2 separate regions of the Bombyx mori genome follow, and region 1 is linked to region 2. Evidence: chromatin contacts called from public Hi-C data. All regions are on one chromosome and are shown on one strand. The core of a region is the stretch at or near the end of the contact, and the rest is flanking DNA. Distances in the headings are between cores, read along the strand shown. Region 1 holds the start of LOC101744525 (rho GTPase-activating protein 20). Region 2 overlaps LOC101744525 (rho GTPase-activating protein 20).

What was found. Hi-C and Micro-C count contacts between places; a contact is called where the count stands out from the background.
Region 1: a contact with region 2 is called in a Hi-C map of midgut, with 1.6 times the contacts expected there. The contact joins the promoter of LOC101744525 here to the enhancer-like site in region 2. A contact is called at or near these places in 3 of 7 Hi-C or Micro-C datasets (midgut and whole pupa).

Annotation. Positions count from the first base shown.
Region 1 is chr7:8,074,262-8,081,775 of ASM3026992v2, reverse strand. It overlaps LOC101744525 (rho GTPase-activating protein 20), which reads left to right and starts at 4,149. Exons shown (of 11, transcript XM_012694897.4): 1 at 4,149-4,638; 2 at 4,820-4,992; 3 at 6,725-6,820. The coding sequence starts at 4,471. LOC101735665 (probable ATP-dependent RNA helicase DDX43) reads right to left here and starts at 2,751. Exons shown (of 1, transcript XM_004931303.5): 1 at 1-2,751. The coding sequence starts at 2,584. The coding sequence ends at 614.
Region 2 is chr7:8,041,920-8,049,722 of ASM3026992v2, reverse strand. It overlaps LOC101744525 (rho GTPase-activating protein 20), which reads left to right. Exons shown (of 11, transcript XM_012694897.4): 9 at 1,995-2,117; 10 at 3,809-3,899; 11 at 6,285-7,803. The coding sequence ends at 6,412. Among protein-coding and RNA genes, the nearest start is that of LOC101735528, 28 kb to the right of the region's middle. Within about 2 kb of position 6,347, at least 4 of the 8 cell types and tissues checked have open chromatin away from gene starts, as enhancers often do.

The DNA.
Region 1 (7,514 bases), core at 2,900-5,399, 34 kb before region 2:
CAGTTTTGAATAATTGAATGATACCTTTTTATAAACAAACATTGGAAATATCTTAGCTTACATATATAATTAAAGTAGCTTTTCAATACTATTAAGAATACTGAAAACTACAAAATGAGACATTTTTAATAAAGCCCTAGGTTTCTTTAGTACCTTTAAATCTATTTGCAGCCAGTAACTAGATACCATATTTTTGTTGTTACTGCACAGTTCAATATTTTGTTTTTTGGTAGTACAATAGATCCTTTTTTTTTACTATAAGACTAGATTTGTTATTTAAATAAAACCTTATGGGAACATCCTGTTTTAGCTATTGCAATCTGAAACTTAAATCTTATGGTGAAATATTATTACTTTACCAATGATATGTTACCTAAGAAGCCTCGAGCAGGGATACATGGTGAGACATTGTGAGATGTGTCATGTCTACCCCCTCCAACACTACATGACGATCACAACCACTCTGTCAAGAGTGAAACGATTGTTGTAACTTAAAGTACACAAATACTATGTTGGTAAAGTTCAATTAGTTTTGAGTTGTACTTTATTAATTTAAGTAGTCTTGCATTATTATTACAGACATATCTTACTGAATCGATGGTTCTTTTATTAATTACCATCTGCCTCTCCCTCTACCCCCTCTTCCACCTCCACGTCCTCCCCCCCTACCAGGCTCTTGCTCTCTTCTAATCTTCATAGCTTGAAATCTTTGCGCCATTTCCTCTAACTCTTGAGGAACTTCTTGATTTGCTTCTTCAAGTATCTTTATGAGCTCAGCTGCATGAGCCCAATCGTTTCTTGAAACAAAAGAAAGAGCTATTCCTGTTTTTCCTGCACGTCCTGTTCTCCCCACCCTGTGTACGTATTCTTCAATATGCCTTGGAAAATCAAAATTCACGACATGTGTCAAATCTTTTATATCAATTCCTCGAGATGCAACATCAGTGGCAATCAAAATGTTGACTGTCCCATCTAGCATGTCTTCCAAAGCTGCCTCACGATCACTTTGATCCCTATCGCCATGTAAAGATTGGCATTGTATACCTTTAAGGCATAATTCAGTAGTAATGTGGGTAGCAACTGCTTTCTTGCCACAAAATATGATGACCTTGTCAGTAGGTTCCATATTATACAAAAAGTCAAACAGAGCTGCTTCTTTGTCATCTTCTTCTACAAACATAATTTGTTGTGTGACAGTGTGCACTGCTGCTAAATCCAATGATCCAACATTAACTTGGATGGGATCTTTCATGTAAGATTCAGCAAGGCGCCGTACTCCAGTAGGCCATGTTGCGGATGTCATTACTGTTTGACGATCAGGTCTTACATCAAATAGTGATTTCCTGATTTGAGGCTCAAAACCCATGTCTAACATCCTATCTGCCTCGTCTAAAACAATATATGAGAAATTTATGATATTCAAATGCCTGGCCATTACCAAATCATTGAGTCTGCCTGGAGTAGCTATCACTATATCAACTCCCTTGGCAACAACTTTAATCTGTTCTTTACGGTCACCTCCACCATATAAGCATACTGATTTAATTCCTTTATACTGATACTTTGCTACCTCTTTGTCTATTTGAAGTGCCAGCTCCCGTGTAGGTGCCATGATGAGTACTGTAGGGCCTTCCCTCTGATCTCGAGGTATAGTTTGTCCTTCTATGTGGATTAGTGCAGGTAATAAGAAAGCCAATGTTTTACCAGTCCCTGTCTGTGCAATACCTATCATATCATCACCACGAAGAAGTATTGGCCATGCCTGGCATTGTATTGGTGATGGCTGTTTGAATCCCTGCTTGTAAATTTCATCTAAAATTTCTGGATAATGCTGAAAGGCTTGTTCAAATGTTTGAACAGGATTTGGTATGGGTTTTAAGCCTGGTTTTTCATCAAATGTTCTTTTTACTTGTATGTCATTATTGACTTGACGCCAATGAGCCACTTCTGCTTTGGACATATTCTTAACCAATGGATCTTCATTGTAAAAATCTTTGATAATTGGCGGCAGCTTATCCCATCTGTTGTTTTGTTGTTCATCATAAAAGGCATTGAGTTTATCCCAGTCAATTACTTGGACACCACCATCATTTTTCTTAAAAAAATCTTGTGAGTTACTTGTTTCCACTTCTTCATATTCTTTCCTCGGAGCAGGTTTGTAGTCTTCCATTAAGTTATTCACCATGGTTTCAGCTTTACCGATAGCTTCGTCAGTGCCGAAGAGGGTTACATCCGTTTCATTACCACTGGAATCGCCTATCTTTATCTTTGCTTTAGATTCATCTTGCAGATCTCGTATTTTTGAACCACCTTTACCTATTACCCTACCTACTTTATCGGTAGGTATGGTAATAACTTTTTTGCTACCCTCTTGGCGAGAGCCAGAACGTCTATCGTCAAAACGTCCACTTTGGCCTTCGTTTGTACCACGAGACCTCCAATTGTAATCGGTATTACGGCCGCGATTTCCACGACTAGCCGTTGGTCGGTAAACCCTTGTATTGTGTGTAGGTACATTTGATGCCGGTGTCTGTACGACTACCTCTTCATTCTCAATCCAATCATCATCGTCGCGATCAGTCATTTTGTTTATCACTTTAGTAATAAAAAGGTATCCGACACAAATTCAATGTTATTTTACAAATTTACAAATTGCAATAGGTACATGTGTACCTACCTAATTCCTTCGTAATTTTAATTTAAAATTTCAAATCACTTTTTTTAATGGATTTTATGACCTGGTAACTAAGTTCTTTAGGTCAAGTCTTATTTTAATTTACTAAAAACTTTTTTTATGTTAAAAATTATAATATGAAATGAAATCGGAATGAAATGGAATGAGATGAGATGATATGGGATTAAATATAATCTCAGTAAAATGGTGGTCATTTACTGAGACTTTTTCAGTGGATTTTTTGGAGGATCCCGAGAAGTTACGTTCAGCGGCTTTGTTTCATTTTCCCACATTTGGGCAATTTCACAGATACTAAACAGTTACATAATAAACCACCATTATTACACATTTAAACCTGAAGAAACACTAAATAGACAAAATAAAACAAATCACACAACTTCATTCCTCGCATTCCCGCCAAAAAGTCAAATCATGTGTATGTAGTCAAGAGAAGTAGTGTTTAATTTGCTTAAGATTTGTTCCATGGATATTTTTTTGTTCTTGAAAATGGATAGGCAAAAGAAACAACACTCAACCAATTTTTGCTCAGTGTTTTCAGGTGAAGTCATTTCTGTGATATGAAAAGTTAACAAAACGAAATTAATTAAGTTGATTATTGCGAAATCAGTTATGGGGTGAGATGAAATTCAGTGACATGTGATGAAAAGATGTAACCTCTCTGTCAAATGATGAAATATATCCGACACTTCACCAAAATTTACAAACAAACCGACAAGCCACATCTAGCGTCTTTATTTAATTTTCAGTTACTGAACTACAATTATTATACATTTATGCCAGAATAAACGCTACACTATTACAATACACAAATAAACAGGTATACAGTCTAGATATTCATCGATATCCACATCTAAATATTATTTTGACCAATTTATTCCATTTTCATTTCTCTTACAATTCACTCCGGTTGCAAATATAATTTTTTAGTATAAACTTATAAGTAAATACAGTAAATCCCTAAACTAAAACAACGATTATGCACATAAACGGTTCGACAATTCCAATATTGTATTCATTAGACATGATATTTATTGTATATTTGAGTTGTTTAAAAAGTAACTTCAAATAGCGTAGTTTATGTTCTAATATATCGTTAACTTTTTAATGAAAACGTGTCTTCGATCTGTTATCACATTCAAAATGGGCATCAGGCATGGTTTCGTATAGTATATTATACTATATTTCTTAAAATATGTTGTAACAGTAAAATAAGCATAAAGCTTTTTTTTGTAATGGAGAATTAGGTCACTGCTTAAAAGTCGTAGGCAAGGCAAGTAAATTATTTTTCAATTAAATATATTGTATGGTAATAAAAACCAAACCCAAAAAATTTAAAGAATAGCGTGATTTTTGGTATGATTAATCATTGAGTCATTGAATTAATTGTAGCACTGCAGTAGTAAATTTTGATAGAATTGCAGTCAGATTTCTGGCGATTTTTCGTGTATGCATTGGTCACACCGTTAGTCTGGCTTTGTCAGACTACCGCTGTATTGTTTTCTCTGTTTCAATTTTCAATGTAATTAGATTTGGGAATTTCAAATTGAGATAGGTGTAGAATTTTATTAAATCCAAAGTGGCAAAGAGTAAAGTGATACTTACAGGGGAAGAGATTACTTTCAAACCCTACTATCAGGCGACGAGCATAACTGTTAACGCTTAAAATTGTTATTGAGTCAAATAATTATTATTTCATTTTTAAAATAGCGCATCTATTAAAATGCCGCCTCTACATTGATGAAATACAATAAAAGTGACTTCTGTGATTCCACAAAATGAGCAACTGGGCAAGGAGAATGCATCGCCGAGCAGCTACATTGAGTAATGTAGTCACGTCTTGTGGCCACCCGAATTCACTGCCCTATCCAAGAAGACTAGAAAAAGTCAAATTCGGCGTTCCACTTCTCGAAGTCTGCAAGGATGACATCCCGGGTCCCTTGCTCGTTAGTATCAATAGATTACGACGGTAATTTTAAATACATTCGTCACTGCCCTACAGTAAAACTTATGGGCAGTTATTCGTTGTGATAAACGAAGCATTTAAAGAGCTTTTTTTATGTTAAGAAAGTATTTAATTGTGATTTGAGTTGTTTCCCGGTGGTAAAAGTGTTGAATCTCCACTAGGTTCTGATATTGAAATTGAACAAGGAGGCACCGCTGCGCCGCGATGTGTTCCGCGCGCCGGGTCATCAGGGAGCCATGAAAAAATTAATTCATTTTCTTCAAACTGGCCGACTAGTCAATGTGGACAATTATTCTGTATATACCATTGCCAGTGTCTTGAAAAAGTTTCTCAGGTAATTGTTTCTTTTCTTTTTTTTGTATACTCTTGTTGCAAATATCATATGTTTTGTCCCTTGAATAAAACATGCCAAATACTTGCAATATTTCAAAACTGCCTTCAATTTTAATGATAAAGTTATTCCATTATAACAGTTCAGCTTGGTATATGTAATCTGTTTTCTGCTAGTTAAAAAACACTTGCCTATTTCTGAAATTTGGAGAGACTTCTTTTGAAAGAGATGATAATAATGGAATACTTGATTCCTCTTGAATATATGAATACAAAAATGACCTCATTTCTAAAGTTATTTAAGTTTTTTTTATTGGGTGTGATGGTTTCATAGTACACCTGGTCAGTTCTTTGATAAGGCTATGCGTCATGATAATTACTCACTGAATCCTGATCACGCAGGAGTCAGTCACTGTCGAGTCCCTAGACACATCCTTAAGGATCCATCAGATCCAATAACCCTCCCAGACAACTTTTCACCTAGAGAAATTTTGAAAATGATTAGTTCACACTGATTTTATTATATTTTATAATGAATAAAATGAGCTCTTGATTCTTCTTCTTCTTCTTTGCTTCCTCAATACTGAGAGTCGTGACCACCTTGGTCCAGTTTTTGCACCAGCTTTCAATGTGACTTTAATCACTGGTGCATGGTGATGCCTTACAAAATAGCTGATTTTGTAATGTAAATTTTTTCAAATCATTCAATAACTCTAAACTAAATGTTTGAGTGGAAGTTGAAAATTTAATTAATAAATTAACTAATTTGAAACATTCTGCTTTGAAAATTTAAATATGGTATTAAAAAATTACTCCATTGTATAAATTAGAGATGCATTATTTATCAATGTTTATGTTTAAGAAAATATATAGTAAAGCATTATATAAACTGCTTTCTTTTTTTTTAGTAAGTGTTCAATATTATTTTGAAATGATGAAATTACAAGAAAGTAATCACAATTTTTAAATAATTATGTGTAACACTGAATATTCTTAACTAGATTGTCTTATATCATTATTAGATTGACTATGTGATGTAATGAGTATTCTTTTAAAAATAAGTTTAATATAATGCATTAAATGAAATACTTTAATCCACTTTTTCAATAAAAAGACATACATGTGTTGCCGTCAAACTTTAGGTTAAATCTCTAAAATCGTACATAGGTAATAGAAAACCATACACAAGTTTACATATTGCTAGTTTTCAACAACCGTCTTTACTTGCTATGTATACAAAAAGAGTTGCATTTGCCAATGTCATATTATCGCTAAAGAGATCATTACTATTATCATACTATGATTCAGGAATGTGGTAAAGTCAGTGTTGATGTAAACTAAACATTTTTCCACTAAAAAAACTAAAATGCACCATTGCAATCTTATATACGCCATTTGACACATTATAGAATGTTAAGGAAGCTATAATTTAAACCCCTATTTTGAAACATTCTTTATTGGTGCTCCACTTGTATTGATCTTACCTTGTTGTTATATAGTCTATAGCCTTCCTCAATAAATGGGCTATCTAACACTGAAATAATTTTTCAAATCGGACCAGTACTTCCTGATATTAGCGCATTCAAACAAAAAACTCGTCTGCTTTATCATAATTATTAGTATAGATTAGTATAGATTTATATCTTATACTGAGTTGAAAATTAAAAAAAATAATTCTAAACCTAATCTTTAAAAGAAAAGCCCAGTGAAATTTAAGATGGAAATTTTTTATTTAGGAAGATACCAGGAGGCGTTTTCAGCCGCGATGGTGAAATGCAGCTCTTTGCAGCAGTTGAGCTGCCGGAGGAAAGGCAGGTCGATGAAATTCGCAGGTAGGTGTTTAAATTATAAATGAAAATACGAAATATAATAATATGTTTTTGCTATATTAGCGCCAGTACAATAGAGGAATCTTGGGTGTCTAATCTTAGAGGACTGCGCAAACACTGTCATGATATTAAATAGCAAAGCGTAAATTAAGTACGAAGATAGAATGTGATAACAAAATTCAATGTTTGTGTTGACAGAACCAACTGTGAGAAGATAAGGACACACCTTTTGTAAATGCATGTTAATATTTTTTTTTTATTATTATTAATAAATATGAATAACTCTTCTTCACGCTTAAATTGGTGCAATAACAATTCTTAATTAACAATTTATTGTTGCAAAAAAATAATAATATTAAATCATTATTAATTACGAATTTAATTTTAGTGTTGATGGGATAAGCTGTCCTCATTGTGCTTATTTTGAAGTCGGCAATGCGGTTGAAAGATGTAAATTAAATAACTAAGTAAAAACCACAAATGAGAATTTTTTTTTTCCTATCTAAGCCGATAGCCTTGAGAGGTTATATCAGCGGAACCTTAACTAATAGGCGAGCTCACGGGGCTGAAACCTGACGACGTTGCTAACACGAACCCCCTAGCAAGAGCCGTGCTTCGCAGAATCTACCACCGGATCGGAAACGCGACCCACTGAGAAGATCCGGGGAGAAACTCAGTGGGCTGTGTCTGAGGGTTA
Region 2 (7,803 bases), core at 5,098-7,597:
AAATTGTGAGTCCGCACGGGTGGGTACCACCACCCCGCCTATTTCTGCCGTGAAGCAGTAATGCGTTTCAGTTTGAAGGGTAGCCGTTGTAAAACTGAGACTTAGAATTTGCCGTTGTAACTATACTTGAGACCTTAGAACTTCTATCTCAAGGTGGGTGGCGCATTTAAGTTCTAGATGTCTATGGGCTCCAGTAACCACTTAACACCAGCTGGGCTGTGAGCTCGTCCACCCATCTAAGCAATAAAAAAAGTAATATGTCATAAGGTGGGTGGCGGCATTTAATGCTGTGGATGCTCATAGGCTTCGGTAACCAGGTGGGCCGTGAGCTCGTCTAACAATCTTCTTCTTCTTTTTCTCCACCGTATCCCACTAGGTGGGGTCGGCACATCCAATTTCACTCCTTTCTTTCTCTCTGTCTCTCTCTCTCTCTCTCATATCGTCATTCACACACTCCATCCTTGTCTTCTTCGGTCGACCTCTTCCCCCTTTACCTTGCACTACCATTTCCATACATCTCCTAGCCACATGCATCTTCTCTCTACGCATCACATGTTCATACCACGCTATCGTCCAACAATCTAAGCAAATAAAAACAACAAGTCGAGGTGCGTTTATCTCGAGCGTTCGTCGTTTGTTTTGTTAACATTAACTTTATTTTACATTTCCCAGCTTAATTATCTTTATTACAAATGCCATACGCTGGCATAACATAACTAGGTTACCGGCTTAGGTAGAAGAAAAAAACAAATTCCAATATTAAATGAGACCACGGTGGCCTAACGTTTAAGCAGGTGAAATTAATATCGAGTCATGCGACCAGATAGAGTTTCAAATTCTGCACAATAAGAAATATTTTATTGGCTTTTCAATTTTAATACACGATACTGATACTGTTTTAGTACATACTAGATATCGTAAAGATGTTTTTTTAATTATTACATGTCATAGAATTTGAATTACGAATTAGTTTCGTCATTCGATAGGGGTACTCTAGCGAAGACCACACCTCATTTCGGATCCACCTGATCCACTAACGGTGCTTTTAGGTACCTCAAGCTGGTCATCGTTCTCGTCGAACCCGTCGCTCGCGACGAAGGGCTCGACGAGTAAATTAACCCTCAGACACAACACTGAGTTTCTCGCCAGATCTTCTCAGTGGCTTGCGTTTCCGATCCGGTGGTAGATTCTGCGAAGCGCGGCTATTGCTAGGGTTCGTGTTAACAACGTCGTCAGGTTTGAGCCCCGTGAGCTCACCTACTATAGTCGGATTTTTTATTAGACGAAGTAAACTGACGTTTACTGTGTTGTCAGTTTTTGATGAAATAAAAATAGTGTTGTGACAAAGTGAACGATTGAAAAAACTCCTGAATTAATGAAATTGCCTCGATTGTCTAGTGAATAGTTAGTGTGCCGAACTGCCGATATCGGGCACGGGGTTCGAATTTTAGCCGTGCTTTGTACATACCAACGAGTTTTCGACGAAACATTATGTTCCTATGGTATCTACCTGTAGTGAATACCGAGTGTTTTAAACATTAAGAAAAACATTGCGAGGAACCTTGTAAGACTGTCCTATTTCCAATGCATCATATAGTTGAAACTATAGATGTATAAAATATAACAATTATAGGTACATAGGTAATGAAAATAAAAAAAACTGATTGTAGTTACATACTACTAGTAACATATTATTATATTGGATCACTTTAATACAATTTTATTGTAAAATATAAATAATATTCTTTTATAGTTTGAAATTAATGATTAACTCTTCACACTCATTGTTCATTTATGTGATTGAACGAGAACTGAACGCATCACTATTACTTTAAATATAGCAACATTATTTCACAAAGTGACATTAGCTACTGTCAGCTGGCTTCGTCTAATTAAAAATCCGACTATAGTTAAGGTTACGCTGAAATAGCCTCTCAAGGCTCTCAGCTTAGGAAGGAAAAAAAATTAGCGAAGATTTTCAATTTTCTTTTCAGATATCAGTCAGTTCGTCATCGCAATCGTCATGCAGTAACTCCAGTCCTCACATGACTCTGGAGGAGCTTCGGGCCATCAACAAGTACGCGGAGAGCACAAAGAGCCTCTCATATCTCCCTCAGGTAATTATTACAGCTATTACTTCAACCCTTCTTTTCCAGACTATCCATAAAGAATTTCAATCGATCTATTAGAATTAATGAAATTCTATTCTTAATTTATACCCTATCTCAGTCGATATCTTTGTAAGCGCTGTTTTTTCTTAAATTTGTTGATGTTTCTTCCCTATCTTATTTTGAAACAATTATTTTGTACTTAGCAAACTCAGTAAGGTGACACAAAGCTTAAGACAATAACGAGAAATGAATAAAAAACTGTCGAAGAAATATAATTGATTAGTATTTTCACTTTCAAAATATATTCAGTTTTATAGATTCTTTAATTATTGTTCTTATTGATGACTGTTGTATTATATTTGTTATGCGCATACAAGGATATTGTATCCTTATCTAACTTATATCGTGTGTAAACATATATCTTTGAATTCTAGCGCTCACTGAGGGATATATTTTATAAGTGATGGTGAACTATTTACTCCGTACTCACCTGTAGACTACAGATGTCTGTCTCCCCTGTACTGTTTCTGAATATTCTTAACGTGAATTATTGGGGAAATTATTATTATTAATAAACATGTTAATTTTATTATTGAGAACAATGCCATCTTTTGACAATTTATAAAATGACATCTCGTTTAAATTTGCTGAAATAGAAGACATTTTATTTATCACTTTATCTTACGTGTAGAAACAGTTATTTAAAGAAGGTTGTTTCTAGTTTTTTATTGATTTTCACCCGATAATCCATGTTTGGACACATGCATGAGTCGTGACTGTTTTCCCCTTCTACGATTAGGTAAACCTATGGCTGATCTGTTAGTTTTAGAAGTTTTCCCATTTACAACACGCTGTACAAATTTAATGTAATAGTATATTAATGATTACGACGATGGTACATTTGCACATGTATATGATGGCAACACTAGATGGGCTTAGTGTGATTAGAAAATTCAGACACACCTTTTAAAGAGCAATCAATGTTCCATTACGCTTTCGTTAGGGAGGGGATTTTGATGGAAACCCATGTTTTTAATAATGTCATGTATTATAAATTTTCAAATTTAAACATTAATTAAAAAAATGAATTAAAAAAAAAATTTACAAAATAGTTCCACCATCCAGTAGATTCAAATAATGCTTAATATGATATCTAACGTAATTAATTAAGAATAGGTAAATAAATATTTATTATGAGGCTCGAATTTCTACGGTTGTGGATTTTCTTGTGATAATACTTTTGTAAGTATTAACATCTTATGATTTGTATTCGACTAATAAATGGTAGAGGTTTAGTACTAATTAAAACTAACTTTCCCGTTTATTGGTAACAAAATTAATCCAGAAGTTCATTGACATTTGGAATGGAATGGGTAGTTAGGTACTTCATTGTTAACATTTCTGCATTTTGTAGGATACGTACTTTAATCTAAGTAGGTAATCCAATTTAAATGGTAATTGTCTTCGTATTAATGTGAAACAGTCTTAGTTGAATTACAAAAATATATAATAATATATCGAATAAATCCATAGTAAAATTGAGCTTAGAATTTGAACTTGAAAAGGCACAAGCATTCGCGACATGCGTTCGGTGTAAATGAAAATTAGGTTCAATGTCGTAAGGGGGAGTTACGTACAGTGTAAGTGTATAGTCGTGGGCGTCGTTATGACGGAGGTGGTGTGTGGGTGGTGCGTAGGTGCACGAGCGGCAGCGGGCGCGGATGCAAACCCGCTCGGAGTGGTTCCTGCAGGGCGCCGGCTCGCTGGAGACGCCGAGGCCGCGCGTCGGTACGCCGTCCGCTCCCGCCCCCGCCCCCGCCATCCGCCCCCGCTCGTGCCCCGAGTGCGCGGCCCGCCGTGACGAGAGCCTCGCTCTCTACGTGCTTGTCGCCTGCCTTGAGTTTTTATTTTGAGCCTCGCGCACCGGTACTGTTCCCGTTGTTTGTTCGCTTCGGTGCGGAAGGACTCGCCGCCGCTTCTCGAAGGTTTTATTCTCTCGACTTGTTCCAATTGATCCTTTTTTTAATTAAACTCAACCAGGGCATTTGTAAACGATGGGAGGGTAGTCTGATTTAAACTACGATCTATTAAATGTTTTAGTAGTTGATCGTAGATTAAATTGAAACAAGAATAAACAAAAGCATGTCGACAACTGTTTTTTTTTTGGTCCTAGTTGATGATAAAGTACGTTTCCCTGGTTTCATATAGGAGGACAAAGCCTTCGAGGCTTTTGACTGACGCAACGGTTTAATTACGCTGTGGGGCTCGCTTAGCTTGTTCGCACGTGTACACCGGATCGGTTGTATGAGATTGTATGGTGCCGTGCATGCTGTATTGGGAAAAATCCATGTATATACTACATAGAAACACGTCCATCGTTTGTGTATGTCTATGTCTGTCTGTCTGTCATCACGATTTCACCACTCATTCACTAATCACGACTAGAGAGTCTTGTATATATTTTCTATTTTTAATTTTTTTTACGAACTTATAATTATTGAGTTATTAGAATAATCACTTGTGTAGAACACAGGGAGATGGTTTCAGTAAGGATAATTATTTCTACCTAATTACGTTACTAGCCTAGTAGCATGTTCGATGTTTTAAAAGAAACTGGTAAAATTATAAAAATGTCATTGTAGTAACGTTAGTAATATTCGTTTATAAATATAATAATGCATGTGTTATTTGGATAGCGGAAACTGACCAGTATAATTTAACTAAATTGAATCAAAGAATTTTAATTAACAATTATAAATTTGATACACAACAAACCCAAAAACTATTTGTATATTTTAATGTCGTATGAATTAAATACACGCGATTTACATTGAACACTATCAGTTTTAAAATAAGCTTTCGATTGAATTCATAAATATTAATAAGCTTTAAATAATAATTCTACTTTAATCTTATTACTATTTATTGACATTTTCAAAAATTAATTTGTGTCATGTACATTCGGTGTTGTAATTATGTATTATTGTTAAAATAAATACTTAATTGATGACTGCGTAAATGAACTGCTGAACCAGCTCGGCAGTCTTTATCATTTTAGCAATATGTTATATACTGAATTATGAGTAGAAGTTGGAGAAACGATAATTATTGTTTTTTTTCTACATATTCTCAAATATCTACACAGTGCTTAATTCATTTAGTTTGCTTCATTGCGTGTCTGAATGCTACAGTCACCTATGTATTGCCTGATTTTGCAACGCAGACGTTATTTTTTTTATAGAATTTACTAAACTTAAACGTTTTTAATTTTTAAAGTTAATGGATGGTTATATATATTGTGTGTATTTTTAATTTTTGTAATGGACGGTATTGGGTGGCCATCTCAAGGGTCTACTTGCTGGAAACATTAGACGTGTGAGGGAAGGCAGCGGCTTTCCTGTATTGCGTTACTGATCTCCATAGTCATGGTAAACAGTCAGCATTAAGCGGGCTTTTGGATGGCAGTAAAAAAAAAACAATACGTGTCGGCTAGTTCTCATGCGATAGAAGCGGCTTTCACAAGTTTTCAATTTCAGTCTTTTATAGACTAAAACTGTCACCGTTAATAACGAAAATTGTTTCGGGCCTTTGAAACCCACTGCTGGGCATATGCCTCCTCTCAGTGGCGGATTAAAGGTCCAGAGCGCCCTAGGCAATCACTTTATCGGCGCCCCTGTACCGGCCATAAATGGCCATCATAATACTATAAATTTTAACTAGTTGTTTTTGCAATTACGATGACGTTGTATCATCAATCCCCCTAGACTTTAGTAGACCAGGACATTTAGTTCTTAATCGTCGATATGTTATTTTCTTTATTTATTTAAAAATTCTGAGCTCGCGCGCCCCTTGTAACTACACGCACCTAGGCACGTGCCTAGTTTGCCTTACGGATAATCCGCCTCTGCCTCCTCTTTTTTATCCCATAATATTCGAACGCCCGATTTTCTCATCCACGTCCTGACTATGTCATTGGTTTACCGTGCCATAGTTCTTCCGGCACCTATACGACCCATTCTTGGTCACCATTCCGTCACTGTATGTATTACTCCGTTCTGTTATCTTTACCTTGCTAAATCTGTTTAAAAAAAAAAAATCATGTCTGCGCTGCATTGAAAGACACGAGATAATGAACGTACAGTAGTGTGACACGAGTTCGGTGTGATGGTACAGTTGCAGGCGGCGAACGTCGCAGTACGCGGCGTCGGTCGCGGCGGTCGCGCGTGTGCTCGTGCCGCACGCTCGCGCACTCTGACACTGAGATCCCGCTCCCTCTCCAGCCTCGTAAAGTGACCGCCTGACCCCACTGCTCGAACCACCCCGCATCAAGGTAAACACCGATGCGTGTCGTCCCACGATGCATTTGTATGTCATTCCATTTTTTTTTGTATATTGTGCATCCAATATGTGCATGGGTATTTTTTGATAGGATGTCAATAATATCGATTATTTAATTCGGATTTATTGTACGCTAGTTTGCGGTCGATATATCACGTTGAAATAATTGTCGTCTTGATTAATTATTAACCTTGTTTTTGATACCCGTTTTATAAATTTGTAACGCGAATTAAATAATAAACGCACACTCAAATTAACTTTCAATTAACCAGCGTTTGTGTGGGCGTTGTTAAGTTCACAATGTTATCAGGATTGTCATTAGGATGACTTGAAGATGTGCGGATAGTTAGTTCACTTTGGTTTATTTAAATTTTTTAAAACAGAAATGCAACGCTCAATTTATTCGCAATCTGCCATACTGGACATTTTCAATGTTGTCTATTATGATTAAATTTATTGAAACAAATAAATAAAATATTTCCAGTTTTCGAAATTTGAAAATTTTGAGGTGTATAGAAATTGTTGATTTCTAAGCGAATCTTACCGATATTTAGTTTGATTTTAAATGCTATTAAAGAAAACTTTATAAAAAAAAGGAACAAAAGAATAAGACCTTTTTGTACTGTGGACTGATTTATAATACGGATAGTAAATTATATTGCAATAATTTCATAAATTCGGTTTGTTGTAAAAAATATATATATTTGTTTATCACGTCCGTAGCATATAGGCATACGTCGAAGCATTTAATATTATGCGAACATTCCTGTGTATTAGAATGTATATACTGTTTAAGCTTTTATTGGGAACATGTCTTTTTCTACCTCAAAAATTATCTGAATATTCTTCAATTTTGTTAATTTTTATATTTATCACGTAAATTAATAAGTTTTCTTTATGAAAATTCTACAAGTGACGAGCCAGATTTAAAGACTGACGCTTTCTTGTATCAAGTTTTAAACGAATATTTTGTAGCAATAATTTAAATAAATAGTTAAATTTTATTAAAAATTACGTCTATTAAAGGAAAAGGTACAAAATATTAAATTCTGTTGAATTATTAAGATATTAGTCCCGACGTATTATATATTACACATATCGACGCTTGAAAGGCAAACGCGACTAAGCGACAATGCGTTAACTTTACAGTAGACTAATTTAAAGTTGAAATACCTGAAAACAAAATTTATTTTAACGAATTTAGCTGTAGTAGAATCTAGCTAGTAGCTGTAGGATTGAAATTATATTTTAATAGACCTTTTTTTTTTTTTTTTAACGCTGGGGAATCCATTTACGGATACCCGGTTGAGAGGGGTAATAGACCGGGTTATGTCGGACTCCGGCGCCTCCAGAG